Linked DNA regions of Hordeum vulgare: region 2 is linked to region 1. A link is a contact called in public Hi-C data. All regions are on one chromosome and are shown on one strand. Each heading gives the region's core, a stretch centred on a gene start, on an enhancer-like site or on the middle of the called end of the contact. The rest is flanking DNA. Distances are from core to core; before and after follow the strand shown.

The links. A called contact is a pair of places that touch in the nucleus more often than the background predicts.
Region 2: a contact with region 1 is called in a Hi-C map of leaf, with 4 times the contacts expected there. The contact joins the promoter of LOC123425233 here to the promoter of LOC123425230 in region 1. A contact is called at or near these places in 3 of 6 Hi-C or Micro-C datasets (leaf and seedling).

Annotation. Positions count from the first base shown.
Region 1 is chr2H:88,938,797-88,942,677 of MorexV3_pseudomolecules_assembly, forward strand. LOC123425230 reads right to left here and starts at 1,703. Exons shown (of 10, transcript XM_045108903.1): 1 at 1,461-1,703; 2 at 1,112-1,209; 3 at 392-559. The coding sequence starts at 1,204.
Region 2 is chr2H:89,257,185-89,260,999 of MorexV3_pseudomolecules_assembly, forward strand. LOC123425233 (septin and tuftelin-interacting protein 1 homolog 1-like) reads right to left here and starts at 1,632. Exons shown (of 2, transcript XM_045108911.1): 1 at 1,471-1,632; 2 at 1-1,347. The coding sequence starts at 1,328.

The sequences.
Region 1 (3,881 bases), core at 453-2,952:
GGGCTACCCCTACCCAGGTCTACTTCAACAACAACGCCCCCGGGACGGGAATGACACACCGCTCTTCCGCTGCTGGATTCAACCACTGAAGATCCGATCATAGGTTTTCACCCCGAAGATCAAGTCCGAGCAACTCCAAGCAATGCCTTCAGGAACGGGAAGGCGTTTAACACCACCATTGCCATGTGCAACCAACTAAGGTTGTTGTTACCACATATGAGTAATAGTGCGAAAAAGAGAGGTGAACTCACAACCAATTCCAACCTCTATAAGCAGGAAAGAAGATAGCAACTATCATCAAAATTGGCATGCAGAGCCATAAGGGCAATAAGCACAACAACAGCTTTGCACCAATACCACTCGTGTAGAAGTGTACAACACTAAATCTCACCGTATCAAACCCTTGGTGTGACCTCGCGAGGTTCTCGTAATTCTTGTAGTGCTTCAGCCTCATCTTGCGATACTGATCTCTACTGTATTTTAACCTCTCCCATGGTATCCCTTGCATGTCTTTTCCATTTCTGTACTCCAAGGCTGATGTATCATTCTTATGCTTATTCTACAGAAAGAACAAAAATTGAGGTATTAATAACCTTGAAACAAAGGAAATAATGCATTTGTTTATACAAACCGAAACAATCCAAAGTAATCTAACAAAAAGGGAAAGTAACATGTCCAGAAAGGCTCAAGTATATACATACATGTTATACTGTCGCAGAGAAAACTGCTCCATAATCTCAGAAATCATAAATGTCCATGTGCACATTCCTACATCATGATTTAGTAGGTATCCCAGTTGTTGGCTTGTTGCCATCACCTATGTCCACCTCAACAGTGATGTTTTATTTAGGCAGGCACTCCAAAAGCTAATTTATTTAGCACTAAAATTTCCCTTTAGTGCCAACCATTTCCACTAGGTAGGGCCATCGGCAACGTCTACAAATGTTACGTATGCTACATGTTCCGTCGCTGAATTGCAAACATGCTTTATTTAGCTTTAGCGGAACTAATGTGTGGTTTGCACGTAACATCACTCCAGCACCCATCTGCTTCCGTGTCGAAGCAACACACACCACTCAAGAAACTTGTACCGGCACCTGGTTAAGCATACCGGGCTGGAGGGATGGCCGGAGACGCCGAACCCGTCGGAGTCGAAGTGGTCGTCTTGCAGGTCCTCCAAATCGTCGTTCAAATACACGGCCATCGTCCCTGCCAAGGAAACCACGGGAATCGCGTGAATTCCGGAAATGAACCGAGAAAACTCTGGCAAGGAAAAATCGCAGCCTTGGAGCTGCCGGCGGCCGGCCAGAACCCCCCAAACCACCGCCAGTGAACCCAGAGCAGCGGAGCAACCCAGCGCGGCAGGTAGGGAGGGGGGGGGGGGATCACACATTCAGACACAGCAAGACCAAATAATCAGCGGAAAAACACGGGCGCCGACGGCAGCGGGATGTGTTTACCTCCCTGGGAGCCGGAGGCCTGTGGCGGGCGGTCCTACTGGCCAGCACAGCAGCTCGAATCGTGCTCGAGGTCCCTGGAGGCTGGAGCCCTCAGGATTCGGAGAGGATTCGACGCGCGGGATGAAAATATCCCCTGTCGTTCGTTGGTCTCCGAACAGAGAAGAATATCCCGGTGGAGGAAGTGGCGAAAGGGCAGAGAGAGGAACGGTGCGTGGGCAGAGGGGGAGGGAGGGCACCGCGTTAACCAGCCCGCGGCATTTCTAAATCTCCTTTTCAGCATTTTTTCTGTCAAGTGTCACACGTGTGATATGAATATATGACAACTTAGTAAGAAAAAAGGAAACGCTTCTACCCGACGCGTGGGCCGAATCGTTCGGCCGGTCGCGTGCGGGCCGCGTGCCTCGCTGGCAGATGCTTGCAGCATTTTTTCGTTGAATTTGTTGCAACCGTGTATTTTTTTGATACAAATGTTTTCCATGCAACTTTTTTTCTCGTGTAATTTGTTACATTTGTCCAGTAAAAGGCTGCATATATGTTTGGTTGCAATTCCAGTTCGTCGAATTTTTCGTTACAATCGATGTTTTTTACTTTTGCTACAACCGTGTTAATTTTGGCACATTCAGACACAGCAAGACCAAATAATCAGCGGAAAAACACGAGCGCAGGCGGCAGCGGGATGTGTTTACCTCCCTGGGAGTGGCGGACGGTCCTACTGGCCAGCACAACAGCTTGAATCGCGCTCGAGGTCCCTAGAGGCTGGAGCCCTCAGGATTCGAAGAGGATTCGACGCGCGGGATGAAAATATCCCGTGTCGTTCGTTGGTCTCCGAACAGAGAAGAATATCCCGGTGGAGGAAGTGGCGAAAGGGCAGAGAGAGGAGAAAAACGGTGCGTGGGCAGAGGGGAAGGGAGGGCACCGCGTTAACCAGCCCGCGACATTTCTAAATCTCTTTTTCAGCATTTTTTCTGGCAAGTGTCACACGTGTGATATGAATATATGACAACTTAGTAAAAAAAGAAACGCTCTTTCATAACAAGATTCAGCAAAGCGGCATTGATTTCGTATGACTCCGCACTAATGACGGGAGCAATCGGAGTACTAATAAAATCATTATTATTACTATTCGAGAAGTCACAAAGTTTGGTGTTTTCGTTCATGATGACTTCAGCAAACAAGCACACAAGCAAACAAAAAGTGGGCGAGAAAAAAAGGTGAACGAAAAAGGCAAATTGGTGAAGTGGGGGAGAGGAAAACGTGAGGCAACTGGCAAACAAAGTAAATGCAAGATATGAGTTTGCGACACTTACTTGGATGAGTTCTTGACTTGATCTTCCTCCCCGGCATAGGCGCCAGAAATCCTTCTGCTACTTCTCAAACAACAGCGCCAGAAATTGACACGTTGACGGAGGTTGGGCTTGCGTTGGTTTTTCTCTTAAAGAGGAAAGGGTGATGCAGCAAAGGAGCAGTAAGTATTTCCCTCAGTTTGAGAACCAAGGTATCGATCCAGAAGGAGGGTCTCGTCAAGTCCAGAGTACCTGCGCAAACACAAATAAGCTTGCATCCAACGCTTCAAAGGGGTTGTCGATCCCTTCAAGATTGTTTGCAAAGTGAGATCTGAAGGCGGAAAGTGAAACGAAGTAAAAAGTGTAAGGCTGAAAATATGTTGTGGAGTAGACCCTGGGGGCCATAGTGTTCACTAGATGCTTCTCTCAAAATAGCAAATATCACGGTGGGTGAACAAATTACTATCGAGCAATTGATAGAACCGCGCAAAGTCATGACGATATCTAAACCGCTCCCTTTCTTTACCATGCTTCCTAGAAGTGAAGTCATTCTTATCGTATCTCTTAGGTTGTTGGTTATCAGGATTAACCGTAGGTTCAATCTCCACATCCTCATCATTGCTAGGTTGAGCATTATTATGAACATCACTATCCATATTGTCACCAGGTTCATGTTCATCACCAGATTGTGTTTCTGCATCAGACTCAGAAATATCATTAGGTTCTTCAGGTGTGACAGTATTTGGTGAACTAGCATGTAGGTTTCTATCATCCTTCTTCTTCTCCTTAGGATGACTGGGTGTATCAGCATTAATTCCTTGAGAATATTGATCAATTCTCTTAGGATGACCTTCAGGATACAAAGGTTCCTAAGTCATTTTGCCTCCTCTAGTAATGACTTTGACAGAGTTGTCCTTTAATTCATTGAGCAGGTCATTCTGAGCTTTAAGTACTTGTTCTACCTGAGTAGTAATCATATAGGCATGTTTACTCAGAAGCTTCAGATCATTAACATTTCTGTCTACACAAGCACTTAAATGGCTAAGCATACGAGTACTTTGTTCCAAATGTCTACTAACATAATCATTGAAACTTTGTTGTTTGGCAACAAAGTTGTCAAATTCATCAAAGCATAGGC
Region 2 (3,815 bases), core at 382-2,881, 320 kb after region 1:
TGAAATACCCGGATAAGTAGTGGATGCGCAAATCGGCAAGCAACCCAGGCAACACTGCAAATTTTGAACTCCTCCTCATATCGCAACTTCAATTCCTGGAAGGTCTTAAGCAACCCCCCCAGAGTGAGCAAACCAGCAGTGTCATCAACCCGGACCTTCTCCAGCACATTTGCAATTGTCTCCATAACTTGCAGCTGGTGTTTCTGCAAAGCCTCCTGCTTTGCTACTTTCTCCTTCTCACGCACCAAACTAGCCACCTTCTCCTGCTCCCGTCGCAGCTGCCCATCCAACCTGACAATATCAGCCTCAGTCTCATCAACAAGCAGCCGCACATTGTATTGCAACTCCGGCATTGGCACATCATTTGCCTCCATCTCATGTTCAGTACTCAACCCCTTCAAGTCTGTCAACACACGAGCCTGAGGCCCTCGCATGTCAATCACCTTTTGGACAAGTGTGGGCTGCTCATCCTGTTCCTGCTCGGCACGCCTTGCCAACAGCTCATTCTTAGTCAATACCTGATCCTTCTTCGCGCTGGCCTTCTTGGACCACCGTTGCTTTTCCTTCTTGGCAGGCGGTGGAGGAGGTGGGGGTGGCAAGTTTTCCTTGGGAGTGAAAGCTTTGGGCTCCTTAAACCCCTCGACGCTGCCGAGTCCAGCGTTCTTGGGGCGCAAGGTGGTCTCCACTGGTGCAGTGATTCCCTGAGCATTCTTGCCGAGGCCTTCTCCTCTCTTGTACCCCATCATAGCCATCATCTTAGCCACCTTGGTGTTGGACTCCAGGCTCCCAGGTGGCGGTGCCGGTTTTCCAGATTCAAACCCTGCCCCGGATGCACCGCGCCGGCGCTTGGCAGACTCCTGCTGCCGCTCCTTCTCCTCCCGCCTCGCGCGCGCACCCTCGGCGATCCGCTGCCCAAACCCCGTAGGCAGGCCCATGTACGGCTCCTGGTCGTCCTCTGCATCCTCCTGGGAGGCGGCGGCGGCCGAGGAGGATGCGGCCTGGCCAAGCCCAGACCTCTGCTGCTCCTCCTCCTCCTCTGGCTTTGGGGCACTGATGCCCTTGGAGACGAACTGCACGGGCCTGGTGAGGTCGGGCTCGGAGTCGTCGTTGCGGCGCTTGCGGCGCCGGCGCCGGCGCGACGCCTCGTCCTCCTCGGAGTCGTAGTCGGAGTCCCCCTCGGCGAAGACGCCGTAGACAGCGTCGTCGCGGGTCTGGGGCGCCCGCTGGCGGCGGCTCTTGTAGTAGAACTCCCCGTCGCGGTCGAAGCGGCCGCCCACGAAGTCGCCGTCCATGTCGAGGCGGTCCATGCCCTCGGCGTCCTCCTCCATGGCTCCGCCGCCTCTCGACCTGAGATTTTGACACGGGCGAATCTCGAATCAGAACCTAGGGTTTCACCGAGGGTTTCGGCCAATCAACACGATGGGACGGAGCAAGCGGGGGTGGGAACTGAAAAGGGGTGGCCGTATCTACCTTGCCGCCCGTGAAGCCTTGTCCGCCGGAGTTCGCCGCCGCCGCCGCCGCCGCCGAGCACACGTCGGGGTAGAGACGGAGGGAGGGAGCGCGTCGGGGGGACTATTCCACCAGCGACTGTTTTTCTTTTCCTTTTTCTTTTTTGAGCAAAACGAGAGACTGTCTTTTTTTTAGATCAAGCGGTCGGCTACACCGCTATAGCCCGCGTAAGGTCGGTTGTGTGTTATGGGCTTTACCATGAGGTGGTCCGATTCGGACTGTATGCAAAATATGCAATTGTGGGTTGCTGGAAACATGGGCTGATTTTATTTTATTTTATTAGGGGATTTTTCTTTTTTAATTTTTTTAGGGGAAGTGTGTTTGGGCCAACGTTGATGAGGAATTAGTCCAGCATATATATCGGACACAACCTATTTGATGCAGAGCAACTAATCAAAGAGGGATCCTTCAAAAGCATCTCCAAGGATCTCTCGGGGTGGACGTGTCGCGTTTTGAACGCTTCTTTCAGATTTTGTTTTTTATTTTTATTCATGTTTTTTTGATTTTTAAATGTTCTTTTGGCTCTGCGTATTTTCTTAGGTTTTGGACAAAAAAATTAGCGTAAAAATCATTTTTTTTATTTTACGAGAGGTACAAATTTACTTTTTTATGAAGACACGGAGACTATTTTTTTCTATTCAACGAGAGTCACGCATTTACGTATTTATTTTTACTGGAGGCATGAATTTTCTTCGGTGAGAGGTGTGACTATGCCTCTCGGAAAATGGAACACACATTTTTTTCTGCCGCGAGAGGCACGAGTTTACTTTTCGTGAAGGCACACATTTTTTCTGCCGTGAGAGGCACAACCGTGTCTCTCGCGGAAGAAAAAATCGCATTTTATCTACTGTTAGAGTCACGGATTTGTTCTATGAGAGGCTTGGAAAGGACAAAAACTGTGTTTTCTTTTTTCCCTTCAGTGAGAGACACAAATTTATTTCTCGTGAAGGCAAGGATTTGCTTATGCGAGAAGCATGATCGTGCCTCTCGCAAAAAGAAAAAAATACAAGTTCTATTTTTTTCTACTATGGGTGGCATGAATTTATTTGTTGTGGATGCACGGATTTGCTTCCGTCTGTGTGTGTGTGTGTTGGAGGGGGGGGGGCAGTGTCGTGTCTCTCTAAAAGGGGAAACGTGCTCCCGGTTTGGGTTTTTTCATCCGTTTTTTATAAAAAAAATATCAAAGCCTTTCAATATGAGGGGGGGGGGGGCAGTGTCGTGTCTCTCGAAAAGGGAAAAAACGTGCTCCTGGTTTGGGTTTTTTCATTCGTTTTTTATAAAAAAAATTATCAAAGCCTTTCAATATGAGATGTAATTTGAAGATATCGACGTGAGGAATCCAACGGTAAAATGATTCAAGATTTGAACGCACGGATTGGGAGATAAAAAGTTCTGAATAGACGGGTCTATGAAAAAAAACTTTTAATTTGCGACAAATGACATACATGTGGTAAAACAAACAACGTCGAAAAGTATGAGAGATATTTAGAGCAACTCTAGCAGACCCCGCATCCCGCCCCGGCCCGTAAAATAACCGCCAAAATGCGGGTCGGGACGGAAAAACCAGTCCGATGAGACCTCGCATCCCACCCCGGTCCGCAAAATTTTTTAGGGGGCATGGCAAAATCCCGACCCAACCGGGAAAAAAGCGGGTTTTCCCCTCGCGGCTGCGGTGCCCTACATATAAGCGGAAGCGGTTGGTGGGGGACATTTCATCCCGCGCTTTCTCCCACCAACCACCTCTCCTCTCCCCCCTCACGCCGCCGCCGGCCGCCGCCCAAGATTCCGGCGAGAGCAGCCTGCAGGAGCACGCCGGAAGGCAGCCACGCGCACGAGGCCTCCCCTCCCTTCCCCCCTGCGTCGGCGGGCCGCCGGATTTGCAGATCTGCGGCACTTCATCGTGGACCGCCGGATTTGTCTTTTTTCGGCCGTCGGTTGCTGCCCGATGCGATGGAGTGGTCGGGGAGCCTCTCCCGCAGCCCAGGCAAGGGCGCATCGCCGCATGCAGGCACGGGTTCGTCCGCCCGCCGCCGCCGAAGGTTTGCGGGCATGGACTCGTCCGGCCGTCCACCGGGCTCGGCGCTCGCGCAACGTCTTTGTGGCCTGCCGATGCCGCTCATACAGTGCGACGACTGTCGGTGCCAAGTGCGGCGGCTCACTTCGGGCACGCCGGCGCACCCCGGATGGGTGTTCTACAAATGCGAAAACGACGGGGTATGTGCACTTGTGGTAGCCCGTTCCATAGCTCATTCTTTAGTTCAATTGCGGTAGCTCACTTTGAGCTTGCTCATTCTTTTTGTGTAGGA